4 separate regions of the Mus musculus genome follow, and all the other regions are linked to region 1. The links are chromatin contacts, called in public ChIA-PET and promoter capture Hi-C maps. All regions are on one chromosome and are shown on one strand. The core of a region is the stretch at or near the end of the contact, and the rest is flanking DNA. Distances in the headings are between cores, read along the strand shown.

Region 1 (6,912 bases), core at 1,274-3,773:
CATGCCATTCCTTTCCCCAACTTGGTCCCATACACAGCACTAAACTTCAAATGATATCACAGACTTCCACTTTTATATATTCTGGTTACCTCCAACTTTAAAATTCTAAATTTCCAACCCGTTTGTGGTAACTTGTGATTGCAGCTCTACAAAGGTAACTCAGTAGCAAACTCTCAGTAACACCACTGTGAGATTAGCCAATCATATCAGAGTGTGAGACTTCTCTCTCAACAATGGGATGAGACTCAGTCATCACCTACGCCTGAAATAATGAATGGGAGCCATCTTGGCCCTAGTGTGCTTAGTAGCTTAGTTTGGTTCTTGGTGCACCCATTTTACAAAAAGAATTGCCTCGTTGAGATACTTGGACTTTGTTAAGGTGAGGGGTTTTGTTTGTTTGTTTTGCTTGTTTTTATGAGATGCTAAGATGATTCTTTGCGTCTACCAAGCTTTCATTAGTAAAATGGGAAATAAAACTTTTCACAGAAGTATGAGGAAGTTTAAGTAATACATAGACATAAGAGCAAAACACATTTTAAAAAATTCTAAAAACATTCTGATAAAGTATGTATGGAGGGCTGGAGAAATGGCTCAGCAGTTAAAAGCTTCCACTGCTCTTCCAGAGGTTCTGAGTTCAATTCCCAGTGACCACATGGTGGCTCACAACCATCTATAATGGGATCTGATACCCTCTCGTGATGCATCTTTAGATAGTGACAGTATACTCATATACACTAGTTAGATAGATAGATAGATAGATAGATAGATAGATAGATAGATAGATAGATAGATAAAAGTAGTTGCATGGTAGAATTTACTTTTCAGCAAACAAGGTGATAAGGTTGGAAGAACTTTGGAACAAGACCATGAATCTCAGGGTCAGCTTTCTTGCTTGTGTGGTGGTTTGAATGAAAATGACCCCCATAGACACAGAGTGGCATTATTGGAGGTGGCCCTTGTTGGAGGATGTGTGTCACAGGGGCTGGGCTTTCAGTATCTCTCTCTCTTCCTGCTGTCTGATTATCTGGATGTACAACTCTCGGCTACCTAACATCATGTCTGCTTTCATGCTGCCATGCTTCTCACCATAACAATAATGGACTAAACTCTAAAATATAAGCCAGCTCCAGTTAGATGGTTCCCTTTATAAGAGTTGCTGTGGTCATGGTGTCTCTTCACAGCGATAGAAACCCTAACTAAGATATCATAAGTCATTTTTAAAGGTTCAGTGACTATCAAAGACAGATGAATCTGATTTTACCATATTTACCTGGAACCTGGGATTAGTTGCTTATTTACTTTGTGCCCCAGTTGCTTCCAGTAAATACAATGGGACCACTACTGGTTTTATTGATTTCTCCACTGTAAAATGAGATTGTGGTAAAGGAGTAACTTCAAGCATACTTAGACCCTTAACCTTCTTCTTCAACGATTTAGTTTTGTAAATTAGCTTGCCGCATTATGAGTGGCTCTGAGACTTTCGTAGTACTGCTTTGTTCTTCTCTCCATGCCTCCTTCCCTCATCCCTGCCCATCTTTGATGTCATGTGTAATCCTATTACTCCCTGTTTCTCCCCTTCCCAGGCCCTCCTTTAAGACCCCATTTTCCTTCTCATGGTCCTCTTTCTATAAAATTGGTGGTTTATAAATGTGATGATTGTTCAGGGTTCTTGTAGACTTGGACATCTATTTAAAATACAACCACTTCAGCATCATTTGATGCTACGTGAAAACCAAGAATATAACACGATTTCAAGTACTCCACATACACAAAGTCAAAGGGATGGGAAATGATGAAAGGAAAAGCAGTAGTCATATAGTTAATTTGGGTCTCGATGAGGAGACAATGGGTCTCTAGTCTCACCATCTCTGTGACGTTGCTTTCACATCCCGATAGGGACATATAGAACTCTCCAGCATCACGCCTGCCTGCATTCTGCCATAGGAACATCCTTCCATGATAAAGATCTCTAGAGAAAAAATTGCCCTCAGCTTTTGGTTCTCATACATCTTATGTCCTAAGGGTAGGATGTAGGGGAAAGCTAGTTCTTCCATTAGCTCCTAAACAAGTTTTATTTTAAAAAGAGTTGGTAAGTAGGCAGAATTGCTACAGTTACCTGTATCCCGTAGGGATATGTACGAGCAGATGCGATGCCTTAATTGTCCTGTGGAGCCTTCCTCAGATCTGAGTTTAGCATCACCTCAGTGTCTATGTGAAGGGGTGAGTCTCTCTGAAGTAGTGAATCTTAGGCGTGTTTGGGTCTAACGTGGAGTCAAAGCATGTGTGATGTAGAGCTGAACCTGGTGGGAGCAGTCGAGCCCGTGTCTGGTGGTGGGAGTGGTGGTGGGGAGCTTGCTTGCTTGCATTTCGGAGGAATGTGGCTTCGGGTTCTTACCTGCGCGGTTCCGGCACATGGGGAGTGGCGTGCGCGCTGCCAGGTGCGCTCCGTGGCGCTGCCGGGGCGGGCGGAGCGGCGAGAGACCAGCAGGAGCGCCGCCCGGGGCGGTTTGGTTGCGACACCCGCCCAGCTGGGCATTTCCGCTCCGTGGTCCGGGCGCGCTCCTCGTGATTCCCCCGACCGCTGCAGGTGAGGCGCCGAGGCGGGCTGGGACTGGGAGCCTGGGGGCGGCTTAGGGACTCTGTCACCAGCCAGCGAATGTCCGCTAGCGTCCCGGCGTATGGGTCTGCCTGGCGGAACGCGCTGGGCGGAGCGCGCATTTGACCCCCCACCCCCACCCCGGAAAGCTGCCCGGGCGGCCCGTGCTGTGACTGCTACCGGAGCGGAGCTGATGCTTGCTCTCGCGGGACAGACAGCTCCAACAGGTAGCTTAAGATCCTAAGGGAATGTGGCTAGCGGTTTTCAAAAGAAATGTTTTTTTAATTTTACTTTAGGAGTCACTTATGTGTGAAGAGTCCAAAACCTGAAAAAGAATCCTAAACCAACTTCTGTTGGTCCGTTTCACATCTGGATTTCCTTTGGAACCAGTAGTAAAACGCCTGGAACTTTGGCGATCCATCCCTTTGATTCTATCCGTGGTTATTATTGCTGTTTAACTCTAATCAACGAGTTATAACGTTACAGCCTCGCTTAAAACCCATTTGAGGTGTGCGTGTATTTTAACTTAGCTTAACTCCAAGCTCATTTATTTATGTTAAAAGATTTCTTCTAATTGAAGTCTTTCTCCTGGTCTGTTTCCTGTAACTGAAGTGCTTGCTAAGTGAGGAACTCTGCAGTTTGGCCTCATTTTCCTGAACCTTCTCTGAGAAGTCCCTGAGTAAGCAGGCCAGACTTCAACAATAGAGGGCATTTTTCTCTAAAAGCTAGTTTGCAAAGTTAATTGGTGGATTTTTTTTTTTTTTGTACTGAACCTTTTATTTAAACTAGTGAACTTACAAACCATGTCCTTAGCATGCAAAAGGCCCAAGATTGGCTCTCCAGCACTGGAAAATAAGCAGACCAAGTTGGGATTAGGAATGTGGCTCAGTGGTAGAATTCACCCTTCTGTGTGAAGTGGTGAGCTGGACTGACGTCTGTCTGTGGTGGTCATTAGTGGATGGCAGTGTGTGGTACAGAACCAAAACCAAAACCAAAACCCTGCAAAGGTTAATTTTTTTTAAGTACAGGATCAAGCCAGGTGTGGTGGCTTATGTCTGTGATTCCAGCACTCAGAACGCTAAAGCAGACCATCCTGGGATATGCAAGATCTTACATCAAAAAAATATCAAAACCAAAACAAATAAAAGTTTCTTCTTTATCTAGTAAGAACTTTTGAGAGCTCCAGTTCTGTCTGTCAAAGCTTGAAAAGGAGTCATGGGATGACTCTTTATTGGCCTTGGCCAGGGTCTTGTTAGGGGAGAGGACCCTCTGCCCTACAGACTAGTGCTGTCATGTTTGAAGAGGGACATGGTCCATGGGAAGGTAGCAATAGGAAGACGACATCAAATGATCTTAGCAGCCTTCTCTAGAACATTCCCCATCTGAAGCCAGTAAATACTGGAAATTTTATTTGGAGACTCTGAGCTAACAATAACCACCCAGCATCTTGACTAACACTCATCCTTCAGTCAAAGGCTTCCCTGTATTGTCCCACCCCTATAGCCATGGGTATCTATCTCCCCTCTTTGTCCTAGTGGTATGCTTGCTGGGCATCTGTTTCACCTGTTTCAATGCCACATTATTTGGTAATTTTTATGTGCTATTGACTCTTTGCTGGACTTCAGACTCCAGCTAGATAAGAACTACCCTATGTTGTTCATTCCTGTTGACCCTAGTGCCTTCTACATAGCCACAGAGTAGGAAAAAGTAACATTTTGAGATAGGCTTAGTGAGAGTTGAAGAGGAACCAACCAGACATTGTGCATTTGTTCAAATAATTACATCTGCTTTATAAGAATAGAAAATGGTTTGTCCACATTTCTAGGGTATACTTGACAGAGAATACCCAGCCACTGCCAGTATGACAATGTGTCCTGAACATCAGCTTCCTAAGGCAAGAAGCTAGTAGATGTGCTGGGTGTGCCACTCTCTGGTTGGCTGTGACATACTGTTGGATATATTGGCTTCCAGAAGCTGAGTTGTCTGCCATCCCTTACTAGAATCTCTGGTCACTTTCCCCGTATGCTAACTGGCAAATGTCTCAAGCAAATTCTGAACTCCAGTGGCCCTAGTGTCAGTACATAGGTTGAGCATTCCTAATACAGAAATTTGTTATGCTCTGAAATCCAAAACTTTCCTAAGTGACAAAAGTGTTGGATTTCACACTGTTTGTATTTCAGGTTTTTATGTTAGAAATGCTTGACATTAACTCTTCAATTAAGTCACCCCAAAATCTGAAAACTTCCAGCATCTAAATAATTTCTGGTCCCATGGGTTTCAGGTAAGGGCTACTCAGTCTGTTGTTGTTGTGTGGTCTTTGACTGTAACAAAATCACTAGTGACAAATGGATAGATACCAGACATGGTGTTCACCATGTGGTTGCAGAACGTCTTTGAGTGGCTGTTGTGAGCAATGCTGTGAAGGAATGGGGGACAGGGAGCCCCATCACTTACAGTACCATTATTACTGCCAAAAGGATTTTATAGAATTTATTTTATGAGCACAAAAAGTTAAATTATCAAGAACATCAGTTACAAGCCAGGCGTCATTAACACACACCTATAATCCCAGCATGTGGGAGGTGGGGGCAGAGGGATCAGGAGTTCAAGGTCAGTCTTGGCTAAATAGTGAATTTGAGGTCAGCCAACTGCAAAAGACCTTGTCTGATAAAAACAAAAGTAGAGCAACTATAAAACTGTTAAGTAGGAAACCAATGTATGGATTTCTTGTGTTGATGAGTAAATTAAAAAGGAATTAGCATTTACCAGAGACAGCTATATGCCAGACATGATTATATCTGGGATGCATTCTGTTACTTGGTTCAGTTTATTCTGTGATTTACCCTTCTTTCAGATGGAAATGGACAGTATTTGAGGGCTAGAGTCTCACTTATTTTCTTCACATGAAAGTCATTATTTGCCCTTTTTTTCAGTGCTATAACTGAAGTTCAGAAAGATGGGATGCTTGAACCATGGACAGGCACTCAGACAAACAGTTGGCTTTTCTTGAGTGTAAAGTGCAGTGCAGCTTGTTCAAAAGTCTGTGTTCTTCTGTTTTCTTTAGTTATTTTGATGCAGGGTCTTTAACTTGTTTTCTAGGCTGGCCTGGACCTTTCAGTCCTCCTGACTTGGGTTCTCAAGTGCTGTGACTCAGACATGCCTTATCACACCAGGTGTTTGTTCTTGTGTCTACCCCGCACTGGCTCCTGCTGCCAGAGTAACACTAAGCACGTCTGATCTGAAGGACATTGGTACACTCCTGGGAAATTGTGTTGTCATAATAAATTATAAGTAGAAGACATTGTATTACGTAGTGGCTCTTGTCATGTTCGTTGCAGACATGGGTGATTTATCTGAGTCACATTGCAAGGCTTGATCAGAATTTACCCACTCCCACAGGTGGTTTTTCTACGAAGACTCCTGTACCTCCCTATATTTTGATTCCCTATTTGCATCTTTTTTCCTTCTTCCTGCCTGCCTGTTGGACCAGCATAGTTATAATCATTGCTGGACTTTGTTCTGTCTGTAATCAAACTAAAGCTGGGAGCTGCTCCCAGCTTTCACATAGGCAAAGGGGCAAAGTTTTGGAGGCTGAAAACTGTTGGAGGGAGTGGCCTTTATTGTTTGAATAATCTTGTGGTGATGAAAATAATGATATTTTAAAGGGCAAATACATACTAAACTTGAAAAATCCTCTTTTGTGATTTGAGTTTTAATTTATCTCTCAAGTGCTGTGACTCAGACATGCCTTATCACACCAGGTGTTTTAGTTGAATTCAACTTGAGGTAGTACAAGCTCTGATAGAATGTGAATTCTTTAGGGAAAGTGAAGAAAAACAGGCTTAATTTTGAGTTTGGTGCTTTTAGTTTAGGTTGTTTTTTTTTTTCTTCTTCTTCTTCATTTTTTCCTTTTATTGAAAAAATGTTTTTTCTCTTACAATATATCTTGATTACAGTTTCTCCTCCCAACTCTCCTTCCTCTCTGGATCTACTCCCTTTCTGTCTCTCATTCGGAAAACAAAAACAAACAAACAGACAGACAGACAGACAGACAGAAAACCAGGCTTCTATGAGATAGCAGCCAAACATAACAAAATAAAAATAATAAGATGAAGCAAAAGCCATCAATCACACTGAGGCTGGACAAGGCAACCCAACAGAAGGAAAAGAGCCCCAAGAGCAGACACAAGAGTCAGAGACCCACTCATTCACACACTCAGGAGTCCCATAAAAATACTAAACTGAAAGCTGTAATTTATACTCAGGCCCTGTGCAGATCCATGTAGGCCCTGTGCTTGCTGCTTCAGTCTCTGTGA
Region 2 (7,005 bases), core at 666-3,165, 730 kb after region 1:
TAAAGTAAATGTAAAAACTAAATCGTCTGTTGGGTAGAGGGTACCTGGAAAGAATGCAGACCAAGAAAAGCACCAATTGTATACAAAAGGGCTTTGAAGAAAGAAAAGGGTGCTGACCTAAGCAACTCTAGGAATAAATGGAGCCCATGAGGCTGGAGGGAGTCTAAGCACTGTCTTCTAGTGGGTGGACATCTTCCCAATGGGTGTGGGCTAATAAATCATATGCTTGCTAGGACTGAACAATTAAGTGCCTGCGTGGTAGACAGCAGGAGCTTCCTTACAGTTGGGCCGGTGCTTTACTGACAAGCCTCAGGAAGAAGTTAGACTGCTCCCTGAGTGATGTGTTAGACCTGGAAGCGTCCTAAGGACTCATGTGTAGCTTGAGAAATAGCTACAGATGGTTCTATGTAGCAACTTTGATAGGTGTGTGTGTTCCCATCTATATTTCTTGGCTCTGTCAAGTGAGTTATGCTCCCTTCCTTGAAAGCGGAGTAATTCATATACATCCAGCATGGCCACAGAGAACTGCATGAATAACATGACAGTCTAGAGCTCAGGGCAAACGCTGGTGGGTCAGAAACAGGGATCAGGATTTCTGGTCTTGAATGGCCCCTGCGTGCTCAGCAATGGTTCAGACACTCTGAAAATAAGCAAGGAGCCTCCAGAAGTAGCCTACTGGTCCCAGACAGCACTTACATCCTCTGGTGGGTTTACTAGGACCACACTAGCACAATTGGCTCACTAAAGCCAAGTACCTGCCCTTGATAGAGATGATGCATGGTATGGGGGGCAGGGTGGTGGTGATAAAAAGGAGTTTACACTAAGCTCCAAGCCTATTAGAAGTGGTGACTGTGTGCGGTCAGGACTGGTCCTTTCACACTTCAGAAACGGAATCTCTGGGCTGGCCCAGGACCCCTCCCTTACCACCACTCAGGTTCCAGGAGTGATTTTCCTCCAGCCAGGGTGCAAGGCCACAGATGAGAAAATGAGGTGCCTAAGACCATATGGGTCCTGTCATGGGTCTGGGGTAAATCATGAAGCACAACACAAAAGATGTAAAAAACGCTAAACTGTGAACTCTGGCTCCATCGCTCCGTGGGACTTTGAGACAGTCTCTGATCCTGTTTCCTCACAATAGGCAAGACACCTTAAAGGAGAACTCAGGACACGTGCAGTTAACAGATAGGCAAGTGTCATGAGGGAGGGTCACTGTTTGTGACAATCTACAGTTCCTTTACCAACTAGTATTGCTATGTAGGCCAGGCTGGCCTCAAACTTGCTATGTAGATTAAGTGTAGCCTTTAACCTGCGTCCTCCTGCCTCCACTCCCCAAGTCATGGAATTCTTTTCAAATATCTACTCCAAAGCTGATGACGTAAGACTTAAAGTCTCTTGTTAAACCAAAGAAAACTTCAAAATATATGCTCTTTTCACCTAAAAAAAATTCAGTGTTTTTCATGAGCAGATTTTGGCAAAAGCTTTTTGGAACCCTCAGTCATTCTTGGTTGGGTAAGTGGGTCCAGAGAACAACATTTGGGAACCACTGTGCTTCACATAGGTGGGGTGAGCGTCTCAGCTACTCCAGAGCGCCCCTAAGTTAGCGCGGTACATGCCAGATGCTGACAGCCCTGCCAACCCAGTAACGTTTGTACCCATTGCCCGGGTCCACGCAAAGCCCTCCCACTGGGAGGCAGCAGCCGCAGCGACCTTGGCAGAGGTCAAGGACCGGAGGCACAGAGGTATCGGGCTAGAGTGCCCATGCAGGCTCCAGAGACCACTCTGGCTACCGCCTTCGCCGCGTGGCGGGGACAGAGAACCTGAACTCACAGCCTGGGCAGCGCCGCCGCTCCACGAACCGTGTTCCGCAGCACGCACAACGCCATCTTCCCGACTGGCCCGCCTACGCCCCGCCCTCGCCCCGCCTAGCTGGATTCGGCCACGCCCGCCCTACCAGGCTTAGCCCGGCCCCCCGCTTGCCACAGCCCAGGCCAGTCCAGCCAGACTCAGCCCCACCTTGCTTCTGCTGGCGAGGCCCCATGCAACGCTTCTCTTTCCAAAACCACGCCCGCCCTCGTTAGCCACTCCAATCCTCTGCGAGCCCTGCGCGGCTCTGCGCGGAGGCTTTGGTGACCCAATGCTCCGCCCGCTTCTGAAACGAGTTAGAGAAACTTGGGTTTTCTCTGGCAGAGAAGATTTAGGTTTCCGAGGGGCTTTTTTGCTGTTTTTATTATCAACGTGCCCCTAACACAGTCGGTGAGCCTGCGATGGTGCATAAGCTAAAAGTGGTCAAAGCAAATGGGCTCTACCTGAAAAGGTGCAGGCTTGGGACCCACACAGGCCCCTTCCCAATGCCTGCGGGTCTCCGGAAACTGAGAGAAGCTGCCATCGGTCGTCTTTCCTAATCCAGTGGTGCCCTACCTAGTGTCTGGTCCTTTCCACTCTCCACCCTCCACCATTCCTCTGTCTTCTACCTCTGCAGTTTTGATTTTGGTGGTCACTACGTTCCGTTTGTTCTGAATTGACACTCAAAGTCGTTGTCGGAAGCTGGATTAAAAAATAGACCCCAGACGGGCGTGGTGGCTCACGCCTTTAATCCCAGCACTTGGGAGGCAGGAGAATTTCTGCGTTCGAAGCCAGCCTGGTCTACAGAGTGAGTTCCAGGACAGCCAGGGCTACACAGAGAAACCCTGTCCCGAAAAACAAAAACAAAAGACCCCAGAAGTCCTTTGTAGCCAGAGTGGCAGCACAGATGCCGAATATCTGCAAGACTGAGTTATCGCTTAGTTTATGATACCAACAGGGCAGACTGTTCAAACCCTCTGTGAGGCCCCCTCACACCCACCCGGACCTCTCCTGCCTGCACCCAGTGAGGACCATCCCACTTTCCTGTCTCCACTGCGGGCCCCAGTCTGTTCCGCCAAAATGGAGCCTGAGACAAAGCAGTATCAGGAACACCCATTCCATCTCTAATTTACACATCTATATCTTGTACTAAGAGACTGAGCAGGCAAGCTTTGTCTGTCTCCAGATACTAGATCACACTCTTTGTCCTGTTACACTTCTCTATGGCCATCCATCCACCAGTAAAAACACAGGTCTGGGGGTTTGAGTTTTTAAAACTTTTGTTGTTGTTGTTGTTGTTGTTGTTGTTTGAGACAGGGTTTCTCTGTATAGCCCTGGCTGTCCTGGAACTCACTGTGTAGACCAGGCTGGCCTTGAACTCAGAAATCTGCCTGCCTCTGCCTCCCAAGTACTTGGATTAAAGGTGTGTGCCACCACCGCCCGGCCTTGAGTTTTTATTTATCAATAAAAGTCACGTAAGGCGTCAGTTACATGCACAAAAGAGTTATTGCAAGTTTTGCACCTGAGGGGGTCAGAGGGATTGAGGGGAGGTAGTGGGGGAAGACGGGTTGGGAGGGTGAAAGACTTCAGGGCAAAGTAGAGCAGGCATAAAACTTCAGGGATCTGAGAACCTCCTGGGCCCAGGTTTAAGTGGCCTAAATGCCTTTTTTAATAATATACTCGGGAGTAGAATTTAGGGCCTCAGCCAGGCAGGCAGGAGCTCTATCTACCACTGAGCTACACCCTGGCCCTAAGTGGCTGAAATCTTGGCATTGTTTCACAAATACATTTGTCCTAGATAGAAGTGAGTTATATTTTCACCACATGGCCTTGTAATTATCGTGAAAACTCAATTAACCTTCATTGTTTGTCTTATACTATCTAGCTTTGTATTGGTTCTACAGAACACCTCCTAGGATTCGCCCGCTGAAAATATCTGATCAACCTCACTGTTTGCTGTAACATTTAAATAACTTTCCAGTGGGAAAGGGCAGACCCATTAGGAAAATGAAGCCCTTTATTCTCTGGTTAGGAACCCCAAAGGCTCTTTATCACAATCCATTCTTTCCTTCCTTTTGCTGTCTGGCCGGATGTAGGGTTTTCTCACCAAAGTTGAGTCTCAAAGGCTGAGCGGGCCGGTGTCACTGGTTTCAAACTTCAGAATGGCGCACTTAGAAAGAAGCCTATTAGAAGTTCTGTGGAATGGTTTTTAAGCAGTGGCACAGATAGAACTTGGCTCTGAGATCATTGCTGCCTCCTGCTGCTAAGATACAAAACCCTCCCAGCCGCGCTCCCGGCCAGCGCTGCCTTTGATAAGGGTGATGGCTGCGTCTGGCTCCTTGGGGAGAAAGGAAGAGACGTCTCTCAGATTTAGGCCAAATGCAGAATATCTAATGGCCACATCGCGAGCCGGCCGGGCCTTAGCTCCCACTCTTTAAGTCGAGGAAGTTAGACTACATAACCTTTAAAATACCCTTCTGCTCCGGAAGGCCTGACGTCTGATTTTCTGACTGCATGATTTTCCAACCCACGCTGCAGCATCCCCTATGATCAGAAGGCCGGTGCCGATCCTTGTAGACCTTCTAGGCCATGGTCTCTGCTTTGTCTCCATAGCTCTTCTAGTACTTGTCTATGTAATTTATTTTTTTGTTGTTGTTGTTGTTTTGTTTTCTTGAGACGTGGTCTCCTATTGACCAGGGTGGCCTCTTACTCACTATGCAACTGAAGTTGCACTTGAACTCCGATGCTCTTTCCTGCACTTCCCCAAGTGTTGGAACTATGGTCATGTTGGTTTCATGAAGTGCTGGGAATCGAACCCAGGGCTTTGTGCATACCAGACAAGCACCCTACCAACTGTGTTTCTCCCCCAGCCTCAGTTTCTGTGGTTGGATGAATACTGGCCTCCAAATTGCTTGCATCCTAACTGCTACAACCTATGATTGTGTCACTCAGCATATGTGATGAAGGAGCTTGAGGTGAGAAGATTATTCTGGGTCACATGGGAGGACTCAATGTCATGATAAGCATTCCTATGAGAAGGAAGCAAGAGAGTCACATCACAGTGTAGGTACGAGACTTAGAAGCACAATGGAGTCTGGGGTGGGCCATAGTCAAGGCCATGGGACCCCTAGAAGCTGGGAAGCCAGCCAAAGACTGCCCTACCACATTCCAAAGAACCTGCAAGAACACCTGAACTTATCCCCATGAGAGCTGTTTTGAACTCCTGGCCTCTAGAACGGCAAGATAATAACTGTTACATTGTTTTAAGCCACTAAGTTTGCAGTAATGGATTGCAGAATCAAGGGGACCCTGAGGTGCCTAGTAAAAATGAAACCTTCTCAGAGTTCCTCTACCAAGGAATGACTCTTAAAGACTGACTTTAAGGCTTGTGGAGGAGCTGAGGATGTAGCACTGTGGGTAAAAGATTTGCCTGGCATGCATGAGGCCCTGGGTTCCATGCCTAGAGCATGCCCAGTGCATAAAGTGGATATAGACACATGCCTGTAGTCCTAGCACTTAAGAGGTGAGGGCAGAAGGATTGAGTTCAAGATAGGGACTGGAGAGATGTTTCAGAGGTTAAGAGCACTGAGTGAGAGTTCTTCCAGAGAGTTCAAGTCCCGGTAATCACATGGTGGCTCACAACTGTCTGTAATGGGAACTGATGCCCTCTAACAGTATACTCATATAAAATAAATAGATCTTTAAAGAGAGAAAGAGCCGGGTGTGGTGGCCCACGCCTTTAATCCCAGCACTTGGGAGGCAGAGGCAGGCAGATTTCTGAGTTCGAGGCCAGCCTGGTCTACAAAGTGAGTTCCAGGACAGCCAGGGCTATACAGAGAAACCCTGTCTCAAAGAGAGAGGGAGAGAGGGAGAGAGGGAGAGAGGGAGAGAGGGAGAGAGGGAGAGAGGGAGAGAGGGAGAGAGGGAGAGAGGGAGAGAGGGAGAGAGGGAGAAAGAGAGAAGAGAAGAGAAGAGAAGAGAAGAAAAGAGAAGAGAAGAGAAGAGAAGAGAAGAGAAGAGAAGAGAAGAGAAGAGTTGAGTTCAAGACAGGCTGGAGAGATGGCTCAGCAGTTAAGAGCCCTTGCACAAGATAGGAGCTCAGCTCCCAGCACCTACATGGTGGCTAACAACCATCTGTAACTCCAGTGTCAAAGGATCTAATGCTGTCTTCTGACTCTGTGGACACTAGGCATGCATGCATGGAGTACACTTAAATAAAAACAGGTAAGACGTGCACCTGAACACATACACAGAGAGAAAACAAATGGAAAGGATTTAAAAGAATGCAACATACTCAACCACATAGTGAGCCTGAGGCCAGCCTAGGTACATGAAACTCTGTCTCATAAAAAATTATAAATAAGTACATGTACAAGACGCTGGGCATTGTGGTACCTATCTTTAATCTCAGCACTCTGGAGACAGAGGTAGGCTATCTCTGTGAGTTTGAGGCCAGCCTGGGCTATACAGTGAGACCCTGTTTTGAGGTGGGGTGTGGGCAGTGAGTTCAGTTCCTGGGATCCACAGGGTATAAGGAGAGAATTACTCCCAAATGTTCTCTGACCTCCATATGGCTGCTGTAGTATGTGCCCCCCCACCCCCACCAACACTCACACACAATAAATAAATAAATAAATATACATGAAATGACAGAAGAACTTATAAGAGTGAAAAATACTTCTCCTGAGTACTAATGTAAACCTCATAGAATTCTGCCTGCCTCTCCTCCTAAGCCTGAGCTCACAGAGATGCATGATCACGCCTGGCCTGGTGAAGGTATCTTACCACCGCTACATAAATGGTGGAGCATTCCCAACACCCAGCAACAAGTCTAAGAAATGCTTTGTTCTTTAGGATACGTGAAAATAAAGCCAAGGCTCAGGCTTGCAAGCAGCACCAAGGCTGCCTCCGTTAGCTGGGCTGGCTTATTCCTGAGGCAGGGTCATTTGTACCATGTGGACAGGGGCGCAGAGAGTCAACAAATGGGGATTAAGGAGAAGCTTGGACCAATTAGATCACATGAGGTCCCAAATCTCTCCTTTATCAGGATAAATCCAAATTTGACTCCTATTGCTAAAAGAAAAAAAAAAAAGTGAGATACATATTTCTTACAAGCCAACCTGGGGGCATTATCATGCTGTCTATTATCAGCAATGAACAGAT
Region 3 (6,327 bases), core at 1,288-3,787, 710 kb before region 1:
CGCAACATCCCCCCTGAGGATCCAAAATTTTCTCTTTTAACATGGTTACTCTTTTCTTAGTAATTCACTATGAGTTCAAAGGGGATAACAGTGTTGGGTAGATATAAACAGTGGGAACAGATGAGTTATTCAGAAGCAAGCATCCTGGTTGCATCAATTCTTCCTGTCATGTGATTTCTAAGCACTGTTTTGGGTCTGAGTACAACTTCCTAGAAGCCATAGATTTCAGTATAAGTTGCACATTGTTTTGGCTTCTCCTGCTCTGCTGCACAACTCCCTGAATCTATACTGCTTCCCCTTCTATCTCACACTGTCTAATACAAATTTAACCCTATATCTCACACATGGAAACTTCTCTTTCTAGGACAAGAAGCTGAAGCAAGAAGAGGTGAATGGAGACTGTGCATGCCTATAAAAAGGAGACATGGGGTTTTCCCAGCTGCTTCTTACTATCTGGGTTACAGATGTGTCCTGATCAGGTAGCTCAACATTGTATAATAAATCGAAAATCTCAAGGTATTCAAATGTTAGAAATTGAACTTAACTTGTCAAAAAAACATTGCAATACATGGAAAAATCTGTGAATCACATGAACTCACAAAAGAGCAATTCTGGAGAAGACATTTGTCCATGTTTTCCCATTTTGACTGAAAGAAAATTAAAGGACTAATGAGGAGGTAGAGTGGATTAGTAAGGCATTTGGAATACAAGTGTCTGCTTCTGTAACGATGGTTTCTTTTTTTATACAGTGAATTCCTGGATTACAGAAAGGATGTGTTGAGCTTCTCCGTACATTCCTGAATCCCACGGACTTTGCTTGGGTCCCGTAGACTCTTAAAGACTGCATCAACCATGGGACTATGTGTAGCTCCTAAACAGGAATCAGATTTGTCAGTAGAGATATGACAATTACTGACAGAGCAGGTTCTGAAGTGCCTGTCTGATGTAGAGTATTGCTGAGATAGTGAAAAACCACTACTGAAAAAATGCTGTTCAATTTTTTATCAAAATCTTGGTGTTACCATGTTTCATGATCATGTTTTTCTAGAATTCTAATTTATAATTATAACCCCAAGAGTGATATACCATTATGTATTTTAACACTAGCAATAAAGTACTATTTAGGTTTTTTGTTTTAAAAGGAAGTAGCAACAGAGATGATGAAATGAACCAGTAATAAAACTTAAAATAAATTAGTTGTGGATTTACCAGTTGTACTGGCTGGTTTTGTGTGTCAACTTGACAAATGCTAGAGTTATCACAGAGGAAGGAGCTTCAGTTGGGGAAGTGCCTCCATGAGATCCAGCTGTGGGGTATTTTCCCAATTAGTGATCAAGGAGGAAAGGCACCTTGTGGGTGGGACCATCTCTGGACTGGTAGTTTTGGTTCTATAAGAGAGCAGGCTGAGCAAGCCAGGCGAAGCAAGCCAGTAAAGAACATCTCTCCATGGCCTCTGCATCAGCTCCTGCTTCCTGACTTGCTTAAGTTCTAGTCCTACTTCCTTAGTGATGAACAGCAGTATGGAAGTGTAAACTGAATAAACCCTTTCCTCCTCAATTTGCTTCTTGGTCATGATGTTTGTGCAGGAATAGAAACCCTGACTAAGACACCAGTATTGAAATTATTTTTAATTTTATTATGAAAATGTTTAATCCTTTGTCTGAATTACAGCTTTTTATACAGTTGGTAATTCTGAAGTTTTTAGCAATTTGATGAAAAAACAATCTCACATTTCTATATATTGTGAAACACTGATTATTAACATGCCCCTTTAAGGAAACATCAACAAAAACCTACCAAACAACAAGAGAAACAAAAAAAAAAAAAAAAACAAACAAAAAAAAAAACTCCACAAAGAACCTAATAGGGTTGTAAAGATTAGTTTTTTTGTAAAGGGGGGAAATTAAATATATAAGGCTAGAAAATGCTTGTTTAAAATGTGTGTGTGTGTATGTGTGTGTGTGTGTGTGTGTGTGTGTGTGAAATTTTATGTTGGTTGCTAGAGAGACAACATTTTGTGACAGGCAGTTGTTTTTCACTTAAGTTTCCTTTTAGAGGAAGCTTCATCTGATCCTTTGTGCTTCAAAGACAACTGCAAAAGGCATACTTTTGTGTATATGTGATAGTGAAATCACAGGCTGGGAACTCCTGAATGATTGCTAAAGCTGACTGTAGGCAAATAAACCTTTAGGAATGAGAGTGCAGTGGACGGTGTCTCCTGGGCCTGAACAAGGTAGTTGAGATGCAAAATGTCCCTACACTTATTCTACTGGATTCCCTACAAGACCTCAGCTTCAGCCTACCCTGGTGCTGCAAATAGAGTATAGAGTTAACCATGTACGAACACCCTTTAGCCTCTATCTACATGGTGACATATTTAAAAGACTGAAACATTACTGATGTATTTATTACTTTGCAATTTCATACTTAGGAGCGCATAAAGTAGCACTACAGTAGCACACAGGCCTAGAGAAGCAGGAGCCCCTAGAACAGCCTGAGAAGACTGCCCAGCTGTTGCTGAGACTGGCTGCTGGAGGAGAGAGGGAAGCCACCTGCAAGTACGGACCCTGGCACTGGCCACCAGCTGCGGCGGCGCTGCCTTGAGCATCCTCCGTAGCTCGCGCAGCAAAGCCAACAGCAAAAGGCAAGCGAATAAACGCAAGGCCAGGACTCCTGCAGCTCTCTCCGTGCCCCTCGCTCGTGCGGCAGATGCTAGTGCAGAACCAGCACGGAGCTGACTGAGCCGCCATAGGTGAGGGGCCGCGTCCCCACCCGCTCAGGCCGGCGCGCCCCGCACGGATCCCGCTTGCCGCCGCCGCCGCTGCAGCCTCAGCACCATGACTACTCCGCGCGCTGCGGTTACAGGTTGGTTATGGCCGCTGGCCCTGGAGGCTGCGGCAAGGCGGGCACAGCGTCTTACACCGGAGGCCGGGAGGCGTCCTGCTATCCCTTCGCTGGGGCCTGGCCTGGGCAGGGTTCTGGGAATCCAGGAGGCGGCAGACAGCTCAGTCTGGGCGCGCAGGGAAGGGACTCTGGGAGCCACTGTGCGCCACTGTGCGCCCTCTGGCCCCCCGTGCAAGTTGCTCCCAAGTGGGCCTTGGGAAGCCTTGGGCCGCTGGATGGGGCCTGCCCAGCCTTGGCATCCAGCAGGTGCTGGAGGTGGGGGAAGCAGGTGGCTGGGGGTGGGGCTGACATGCATCCAGACCCTCACTATGCTGGCCCTGATTGCTAAAGGCCTTAATTGCCTCTGGCCTTCACCTGGGTCAACCCAATACTGGGAGGAGGGTTTGGGGAGTACCTCTGCTCCATCAGCTTTTGGGAAGGCCTTCTGGGCCTTGCCCAATCCCATAATCCTGCGGACTGCTGTTTGCTAATTTGCTCTCATTTTATTAATTGTTCTGTTTGAGCAGCTGTCATTAGAGTGACCCTTATCAGCAAGCAAAGTTTGGACTTGCCAAAGCAACTGCATTTTGTCTTTGAACCTTTAAGAGCCCAGTTTGGAAGGCCTGGCTAGAGTCTGGAAATGGGTCCAGAACTGTGACCTAGGGGTTAGTTATTTCTCTGACTTTAATGTTTCTTTAGACAACATAATGTCCCCGAACCTGGACACTATGTCCTTTACTAGAAAAAAAAAATCAGCTTTGGGCCCAAATTTCCAAGGACTGTATTGTGAAGGATGTGTGAACACACACACACACACACACACACACACACACACATGACCTTTGGAAGATTTCCTCAATTTCCCTGTGGGAAATGGGAAGTGAGGCCCCTTGTGGCTTTTTTTCCTGTAATCTCTCATGTGGGATCAAAAATTAACAGGTAGCTGTTTTTGCTTTTGTTTTTAAATTTTTGATTCCTTGTTCCATAGCTTCTGCTGTGTCTTTGTTACCTGGGAGAGGAGCAGGGACTGTGGCAGTTTCTTAACAGCAGGAGTCTTTTTATATCCAGATTGTCCAACAATCCAAATAAGAGCCATGCCTTCTCAAATCTCCACAACCTCAGAAATTGATTTCTGAATTGATTGGTTCCGTTCTGTTCTATGTGGGTGTTACAATCTCCTCTGATATAATTTTGTGCCATCTATTTGATAAATCCATATAAGGAAAGGGAAAAACTTGAGCTTTGCCAAATAGCTAAAAGAAAAAAGTTGTGTGAAAGGCCATTGGCTTCTCTTACCTGATCACAGGTAAGTAATGTACTTTCACTGGAAAGGATGGGATTAGAAGTACTATAAAAACAAATCCATAATTTGTGAAATGGTAACAATACAGTTACAACTTTGGGTATGGCTTGCAAGGATATTCAAGAGGGAAAAAAAGTGCACATTTAAAAGAAGAAAATCTACTCAAAATCATTTGCTCACAGTTCAGATATCTAAAGGCTTTATAGTGTTTTTATTTCCCCTTGTGGATGGCAGTATGTTCCACTTGCTTTTTTTCTCTTTCCCGCATAAAGAGTGCCTGTATGTGCCTGTGTGTATCTGTGGGAAACATATTTATTTTATCATTCATCAGTGGTGCTAAGATAATTTTAGATTTATATGCCTGGGTGGAAAACAAGTCACATGTAGATCTCTGTAAGGAACAGTTCAATCTCACCCATGATAGTTTAATGTAAGCCAGGTATTGAACCAGGATCTGGGTGTTCTGTAAAGGAAAGAAATGGGCCTAGCCCCTAAGAATCTATCATGAACGGACCCATGTATTTTCATGTGTGCTTTGTCAAGCAGTGAGGAGTACTCCATTCTCATTTGGGTCTGGAAACAATGCTCTTCTGCTTCCAAAGTCTGTAAATTATCCCTCCTCCCAATGGTATCTGCTTTAGAACTTGAATACCTATCCAGTCATATGAGTCTCATCCATGTCAAGGACTTTCCCAAGAAGTTTTGTGCCTTCAAACTTTTCCTGTACAGACAATGTAATATTTTGAATATTTTTTTCTTCTAAATATTTCTTATATATTTTTGACATTATAATTACATCATTTCTCTCTTCCCTTTCCTCCTCCCAATTCCTCCCATATACTCCTCCTTGCTATCTTTCAAATTCATGGCCTGTCATTTCATTATTGTACATGTTTACATATGCATATTCATATGTATAACTAATTATAACCTACTCAGTCTATATAATGTTACTTGTGTGTATGTGTGTAGTCTGACCATTTGGTATTGGATTGCCACTTGGTGTGCTCTTTCCTGTGCAAGACCATTTAACCTCCTTTCAGCATTCCTGAGTGGTTCTTGGTGTACTGTCTACAATAGCATATCCATTGCTGTTGTCCTTGTTCAACATATGTTTAGGCAGTCATGTTGGTGAAACTAAATAGGGTTTTTATTTTAAATAATAAAGGAAATAGAGGCAAAACACAGGAAAAAAGAGATATCCATATAGTTTTTTTTTAAACAACCTAATACAAATGAGTACAACATTTACATTTTTAGTAGCCTTAGTAGCCTTGTTAAATTCAGAACTTTGCATAGCTGTGGTCATAATGTTGATCAGTCTTTATGCCATTGATTTTACATACTATTTTTATAAACATTTGAAGTGCTTCTATATAGTTTGCTTACTTTAAAACTTTGTAAGACTTTATAGCACTATCCTTAACAAGCATAGCCTCACCTGATAGACTGTTACAGCTGTCATTGGCTACTTGTTGCTTCTTCTTTTTCATAGAACATAATGATACATTAATCGAATGCTATCTTAAGTGTTTCTTTTTTCTGAAAAATTATTTAGTATTCTTAGCAGCTGAGTTATCACTTCAACCCCATAAAATATAATTTTAAATATAGGTACTATATTCCATGCTTTACATATAAACCTGACATTTTAAAAACGTGTGAGTGACATTCCCTCTGGAAATAAATAATAACCTGACCTTATGACCTTTGAGCTATTTAGATTTGTAAGAAATTCTCCTGAAAACAAAGTAACAAAATTAAACCTTTATATTGAAACTGAGGTTGAAAACTATAAAAATCGAAAGCTGAAAAAAAGTAAATAAATGCAAGAATTTTTGGGCAAAATAGGGGTGTTGCTCAGCCTAGTGTTTTGCTTTTTCCTTTTTTTAACATAAACTTCAAATAAGTGAACAAAGGAATTTTATTTAAAACTGTGCACCCACAAGTTGAGGAAGAAAAGGAACATAGACTGGATCTTAGAAACAAAGCCTTTGGGTTGAGTCCATAGAGATGTTACAGTTTACAGCTCTCTCTAGGAGAGTCATACAAACATAAGAAAGAGAAATTCTAGAACAACCTCCTAATGTTAGGATGGTGATGATTAACCCTGGACACTGGATGTTAGTGAGTCAAATGCT
Region 4 (6,158 bases), core at 1,716-4,215, 1.0 Mb after region 1:
TGTCTATAAATCACTGGGGTTAAAAACTACATTTAAGCCAGGCAGTGGTAGTGTGTGCCTTTAATCCCAGCACTTGGGAGGCAAAGGCAGGCAGATATCTGAGTTCCAAGGCAGCCTGGTCTACAGAGTGAGTTCCAGGACAGTAAGGGCTACACAGAGAAACCCTGTCTCGAACATTTAAATAATCTCTTAAGTCTTTATTCAGAAATTCCTACTATTCAAAACACCCGAGCCCAGGGCCTGGCCCTTCTGAAGCAACAATTGTTGGGACACAGCCTGAGAAAGTAAGAGGCAGGGGACAAAGGTTCCGAACTGTCAAATCAGAGGTCAGGACTCCTCCCCTCTTGCAGAACAGTCTCTGTCCATCATTCTCACTCTTCTCCAGCTACCAACCACTGAGGGCTTGCTGTCCACTGTCCCCATGCAGGGGCAGGCCAGGTAAACAGTGTTACAGCAGACCTCTAGCCACTGCAGGAGGTCATCAGGACACTTGTTACGGTTGTGAACCATTCAGACCATGAAATACAACTCTGTGTGTGGCAAAAACAAAGCTTTAACAAAAGAGACCCATCCTACATGCAGACATGCTACATGCATGTAATAACACCCTTGGAGCCATCCTACATGCAGACATGCTACATGCATGTAATAACACCCTTGGAGTCATCCTACATGCAGACATGCTACATGCATGTAATAACACCCTTGGAGTCATCCTACATGCAGACATGCTACATGCATGTAATAACACTCTTGGAGTCATCCTACATGCAGACATGCTACATGCATGTAATAACACCCTTGGAGTCATCCTACATGCAGACATGCTACACGCATGTAATAACACCCTTGGAGTCATCCTACATGCAGACATGCTACACGCATGTAATAACACTCCCAATAGTGTCTTAACTAAATCATGTTGATTTAAAAACTAGGTTCTCCTACTAAGTATATAAACTCACCTACAGTCTTCAATGCTCAAACTAAACCTCAAAGTGAGACCAAAACATTTCATAAAGTACAGGAAACCCTGACGTCTCTGGAGTATGAGAAAACCCTCTTTGGTAAGAATTCTCTCACATTCCAAAGTACGTGAGAAGACCAAAACTGCAGGCATGGTCACAAAGTCCCTGGTAAGAGTAACAGATTCCTGAAGGCAAGGTGAGGCGTGCAGGAGGGCCACTCCTCCGCCTCCTGCACAGACCTCTCACCACATCTCAGGCAGCTCAGTGTCCTTGCAGTTGGTTCTGGGCTCAGACGACCATCCACCCCACCCCCCTCTTCACATGTTCACTTTCTTAGCTATCGAACAATGTTAAATGCTCCTTAGCTACAACTCATGTCAGCACCCCCAAGCACATGGTGTAGTGGTGGAGCATCAAAGACAGCAAGGTGTGTGCCGGCCACCCAAGCATAAGGCACAGAGCTGGGGCAAGGAACCGTCCAGGCCAGCCCAGCTCTGAGGGAAAATGGCAGCTGTGAGGTGGTTAGAGGGAGGGTCTACAGGTGGGTTCTGCCAAGCTTTTGGGAGGTTCCAAATCTGCCCTGGGCACCTTGCACTAAGAAATGCAAGTTCTCAACTAAGAATGCTACATACGGGGAAGACTCAAGTCTTAATGAGAAGACACCCCAGGCTCCTCATCTGTTGACTGTAGCAGCACAATCAGTACTTCCTGTCAGAAACCTTCTCACAGAACACACTGGGTCCCAGTCAAGAGGTATCCATGTGGCTGACCTGTGTAGCATATGAAAAAACATAACTTCATATAAAACAATTATGATGTAACTTGGCAATGCCAAAGCATGTCTAGAGAAGGTTTCAAGGCAATCACCTCTCACCCACACAGGAACTGCTGCAGTGGTCTCCAGTGGCTCTATAGCACATTATTCTGGAAGGCTCCCACGGCACCCAGTGGTTTGTTAGCACAGCTAACGTCAGTACCTTTTGTAGAATGAAAGTTTAGCACTTCTGGGAAAAGAAGCAAGGTTCTCAAACTACCTCAAGTTCACGCTGTGGCAGCTGTGGTGGCTGACAGCTGGAGTCCAGCTCTCAGGAGGCAGAGACAGGAAGACCAGGGTAAGTTCAAAGCCAACCTGGTCAACACAGCTCCAAAGCAGCCAGTAAGGCCCCGTCTCAAAACAGGACAGACAAGATGACAGGAGCCAGTTTAAATCGCTCACACTATAGACACAGAAGCAGCTAAGCTTAGGCACCATTTAAAGGCTGGCAAATAATGTGTAGCCAATGTAGAGATACTTAGAACTGGACAAGGGCTGGGCTACTTTAAAGAGAAAGTTAAACTCAGAGTAGCTAGACAGCGATGCTCTGGGCTGCCCAATCCTCCCTTCTGTGGGTTTCACTTCCCTTCTCAGCTGAGAACACTGCTACATATAAATTCTTCCAGCTACATGTAAATTCCCCAGTCCTTCCCATGGTTTACATGGATGTTCATGCAAGAAAAAAATTACTGCAAGTCTTCCCTGAGATAGAAAATGGACAAAGTGTAGGAAGTACCTACAGGATCCAGGAACAGATCTGCAGGGCAGGGCAGGGCAGAGCAGAGCAGAGCAGGGCCATGGAGAAGATGACAGGTGACCGAGGTGGCAGGGTGGCAGTTGCTCTCTTTCAGGCAGGACTTTTCTGGAGAGGAGTTCTCAATCCTATCACATGAGTGCTATGCATTTCAACTGGATAGGAACTACACAGGAACAACAAAAGGCTAGACAAAGTCGAGGAGCTTAGAAAGCAGCTAGGCTTTGAACCTTGCTTTGCCCAGTGTCAAATCTCCTGCCTGTAAGTGACACAAACTTCAAACATCAAAACAAGCAGTTAATTCAAGAATATCTGCCTTTCTTCAAGATATGCCATTGTTTCAAGAGCAGCCCGAGATGAGCAGGACTTCATAAACAAATCACTTGTGAAAGAGAAAACCACATCCAGGGTAAAGTCCCACGCTGAGTGTCTCATTTCAGAGCGTTTCCTGAAAACGGCAGAGCAGTGCTCAGAGCTCAGCAGACCAACCCCACTATCGGTACTACATCTCAACAACCCTCCAACAAGACACAGCACAGAGACACCACCTACCTAACACAGGCGACTCTGAGCACTCTCTCTCTGGGACTGGGCAGAGCGGCAAACGGTCACCTCTCAGACAGCCTTTGACAGACAGGAGGTAAGCTGCATTCAATTAATTTCATGGCAAACCATTATCAGAAGTAATGTTGTGTTTACTAAACTCAAAACTTCTGTTCCATCAGATGAAGACCTTGAAACAACTGGTTATTCTTTTCCCAGGATTCAGCGCTCATTTTCAATATTTTTTATTAATAGTTAAGTGTAGAGTTTTAAATGTTTTTATTTTATTTTTGAGATTCCAATATAATTACATCATTTCTTCCCTCTCCTCCCTCCAAACCCTCCCACGTGACCCTCCTTAACCGCTTACAAATTCATGGCCTCCTTCTCTTAATTGTTGTTACACACACACACACACACACACACACACACACCTAAATACATATAACCTGCTTTTCTGTGTAGTGTTACTCACACGTGTTTTCAGAGCTGACCGTTTAGTACTGGATAACCAGTTGGTGGGCTCTTCCTGAGGGAGGCCTATTGCTCCCACTTTTAGCACAGAAGCTGCTAGTAGTTCTTGGTGTAGGACTGAGGCCTCGCTCTCATTCCCCTGTCATTTAACACATTATGTTGATGACATAGTACATCATAACATAATTCAATGTCTTTGTCATATAGTTTCAATTACTGTTTCATGAAATTACTTGGCTTCAATTTAAAAAAAAATAAAAACAAAAAACACAAAACCTACAGATAGTCATGGTACTTAAGTTTTCAAAAGTTAACCTGAAAGACAATCGGTTTTCAACACTCGCTCAAAATCGTGCAGAACATAGTCCGGATGGTAATACAGAGACACAAGCATCGAGCATCGCACTGAGCACAGTGAAAACTGGGGCAGGTGGACTACAGAAAAGCAGCCAGGGAAGGACAGCCTGTAGATACAGGTGTTTTCATGACAACACCAGGGAGAATGGTGATAGAGGAAAGACCAGGACTTCATTATACCTCAGAGGCTTCTTTAAAGACCACAGTGTTTAAGCCTCTAAGTCTCCTTTGCTTAATACTAAAGATTTAACCTTACTATGCAGTAATTTTCTTATTTGCGTAGAAACTAGTATTCTAGTTATATACATTTTGGGGGTGCTATGTAGAGCAAACTAGTTTCAAACAGAGATTCCCCCTCCCTCTGCCTCAGAAGTGCTAGAGTTAAAAGCATGTTGCTACCATTCTCAGCCTTATTTGGAAATTTTAATACAGGTTTTTAGATATATAGGATTTTATTCCAAAATCACATTTAAGCCAATTATGTGGCAAACAACAATGGGACCAAAGGAGAAAGCACACAGTACCTGGTCCTGTCTACCCAACTGTTCAAACTAACTCTCATCAGCCAGCCACAGGCTGTTAATCCTCCCTATTGTTTCACTAAAGAAAGATTCAGAGCTGAATTAAACATCAGCACGCTGCAAAGTGACTTTCTTAAGGAAAATTCCTTATCCACCCTCCTATTTCAGAGAGATGCCCCCCAGGCTGCACTCTACATATGAAGTATCTTTACAGCCTCTACTGGCTAATGCACCCTGGGGAAGGGAATGTCACACTGAGAGCACCATATTTATAAGCACTATTAGAATTCTTTGCTTTAGCTGGGCGGTGGTGGCGCACGCCTTTAATCCCAGCATGCCTTTAATCCCAGCACGCCTTTAATCCCAGCACTCGGGAGGCAGGAGGATTTCTGAGCTCGAGGCCAGCCTGGTCTACAAAGTGAGTTCCAGAACAGCCAGGGCTACATAGAGAAACCCTGTCTCGAAAAACCAAAAAAAAAAAAAAAAAAAAAAAAAAAAAAATCCTTTGCTTTTTAAATATGCAGTTTTTGATGGTGGGATTATTAGTTTCTGTACACAATTAGAGCCTCTCAGACCTACTTCTCTTTGACAGAATTTATGTTCATCTAGGCAGGCCAGTAGTACGAAAGTGGTTAACTCAAAGAAACTTCTCTTCAAATCGCTCCTTCTCAACTCAATGTCGCATTGATGTAACTGCACTTAAATTCCAGGACCCTGGGTAGTGGAAGCCCCTGCCCCAGATACTCCCAACTGTTGCTCTAGGTTTCCAGTTGACCATGACACAGTAGTGATTCTAGACCTACAATCATCTGAAGAGAATACAGGACACTAGTCAGAAGTGTTTGAAACTTCGATAAAGGGGGTGGGGCCAACAGATTTGACTGACAAGCCAGAGAGCTGCATTACCTCACCAAATACCATTCCCTTCACGGACGGTCCACTCAGCATCTCCCACTATGTGCTGGAGAGGCAGCAAAGGCAAAGAGAGAAAGCCAAAGCTCCTACCTGCTCACACATGAGAATCAGTTACCAGCTGCTTGGTTCTTCTGATTCATATTTTTGTAAGTTATGATTATATTTTGTGAATGAAAAGTATTTGATCACTACTTATTTGAGTTATAAAGTATTTAAACAGAATAAAGATAATAAAAATTGGCAAGCCTTTTTATAAGATTTAAAATACAGACTGGCCCTTTTCCCATTACTCCAGAGAAGTCCTACTGTCTCGTACTTTGATTATTTGGGGAAGAGAGAGATGAGCAGGGTCAATGAAACTGGATGAGTCTCCTAGAGCATCTTGGGGCTTGGACCCATCTGAACTGACCAGTACATTATAAAGACCAGGACTGGGTATAGGAGTGCACACCTTTAACCCCAACACTCAGGCAGGCAGATCTCTGTGAGCTAGAGGCTGGCTTGATCTAAATACTGAATTCCAGGACACCTAAGGCTATATAGAGAGACCCTGTCTCAAAATAAAACCAAAGTAATGGGGGGCGGGGGGAGTCAGACAGGCAGATGGGCAGGAATTCATAGCTCAGTGAGTACACAGTATTCAGAGGACCTGTGTCCAATGCCCAGTGCTCCAAAAATAAAAACGAGTAGTCAGTTAGAGAGGCAGTCAACAGTGGCAGTGACGTCTAGGTGTGTTCTCGCAGTGCTGAAACACGCACTCGGAGTCTTCAGTATGAAATGCCCTCAGAAAGCAGCCCTGGGCTCTGCGGTCT

What was found. Promoter capture Hi-C pulls out the DNA fragments that hold promoters and counts their contacts. ChIA-PET counts read pairs in DNA pulled down with a chosen protein or histone mark.
Region 2: an RNA polymerase II ChIA-PET map of memory CD8 T cells shows a contact between it and region 1, with 222 read pairs. The contact joins the promoter of Clybl here to the promoter of Ggact in region 1. A contact is called at or near these places in 9 of 39 promoter capture datasets (the 3T3-L1 cell line, the HPC-7 cell line, cranial neural crest and 5 more), 2 of 15 datasets of contacts at CTCF or cohesin (large pre-B cells and pro-B cells), 4 of 484 Hi-C or Micro-C datasets (the G1E-ER4 cell line, bone marrow-derived macrophages, cranial neural crest and 1 more), 21 of 115 datasets of contacts at active chromatin or transcription factors (the 230-238 cell line, acute myeloid leukemia, bone marrow-derived macrophages and 13 more) and 5 of 9 other capture datasets (adipose tissue, embryonic stem cells, liver and 2 more).
Region 3: a promoter capture Hi-C map of hippocampal neurons shows a contact between it and region 1, with 3 times the contacts expected there. The contact joins the promoter of Nalcn here to the promoter of Ggact in region 1.
Region 4: a promoter capture Hi-C map of pre-B cells shows a contact between it and region 1, with 7 times the contacts expected there. The contact joins the promoter of Gpr18 here to the promoter of Ggact in region 1. A contact is called at or near these places in 6 of 39 promoter capture datasets (the C10 cell line, cranial neural crest, embryonic stem cells and 3 more), 3 of 484 Hi-C or Micro-C datasets (CD4 T cells, the G1E-ER4 cell line and pro-B cells), 3 of 115 datasets of contacts at active chromatin or transcription factors (large pre-B cells, memory CD8 T cells and pro-B cells) and 1 of 9 other capture datasets (adipose tissue).

The regions. Positions count from the first base shown.
Region 1 is chr14:122,908,776-122,915,687 of GRCm38.p6, reverse strand. It overlaps Ggact (gamma-glutamylamine cyclotransferase), which reads left to right and starts at 2,523. Exons shown (of 3, transcript NM_145466.2): 1 at 2,523-2,587. It overlaps 4930594M22Rik (RIKEN cDNA 4930594M22 gene), which reads right to left and starts at 2,658. Exons shown (of 2, transcript NR_155287.1): 1 at 2,396-2,658. Gm46488 (a long non-coding RNA gene) reads left to right here and starts at 4,817. Exons shown (of 2, transcript XR_001781477.2): 1 at 4,817-4,877; 2 at 5,696-5,902.
Region 2 is chr14:122,176,604-122,183,608 of GRCm38.p6, reverse strand. It overlaps Clybl (citrate lyase beta like), which reads right to left and starts at 1,915. Exons shown (of 8, transcript NM_029556.3): 1 at 1,828-1,915. The coding sequence starts at 1,883.
Region 3 is chr14:123,623,354-123,629,680 of GRCm38.p6, reverse strand. It overlaps Nalcn (sodium leak channel, non-selective), which reads left to right and starts at 2,537. Exons shown (of 44, transcript NM_177393.4): 1 at 2,537-2,865. Gm46490 (a long non-coding RNA gene) reads left to right here. Exons shown (of 3, transcript XR_001781479.2): 2 at 365-479; 3 at 750-1,068.
Region 4 is chr14:121,912,695-121,918,852 of GRCm38.p6, reverse strand. Gpr18 (G protein-coupled receptor 18) reads left to right here and starts at 2,965. Exons shown (of 2, transcript NM_182806.2): 1 at 2,965-3,176. The region is part of intron 4 of Ubac2 (ubiquitin associated domain containing 2); the gene reads right to left. It overlaps Gm46485 (a long non-coding RNA gene), which reads right to left and starts at 4,879. Exons shown (of 2, transcript XR_001781471.2): 1 at 1,836-4,879; 2 at 1-1,738.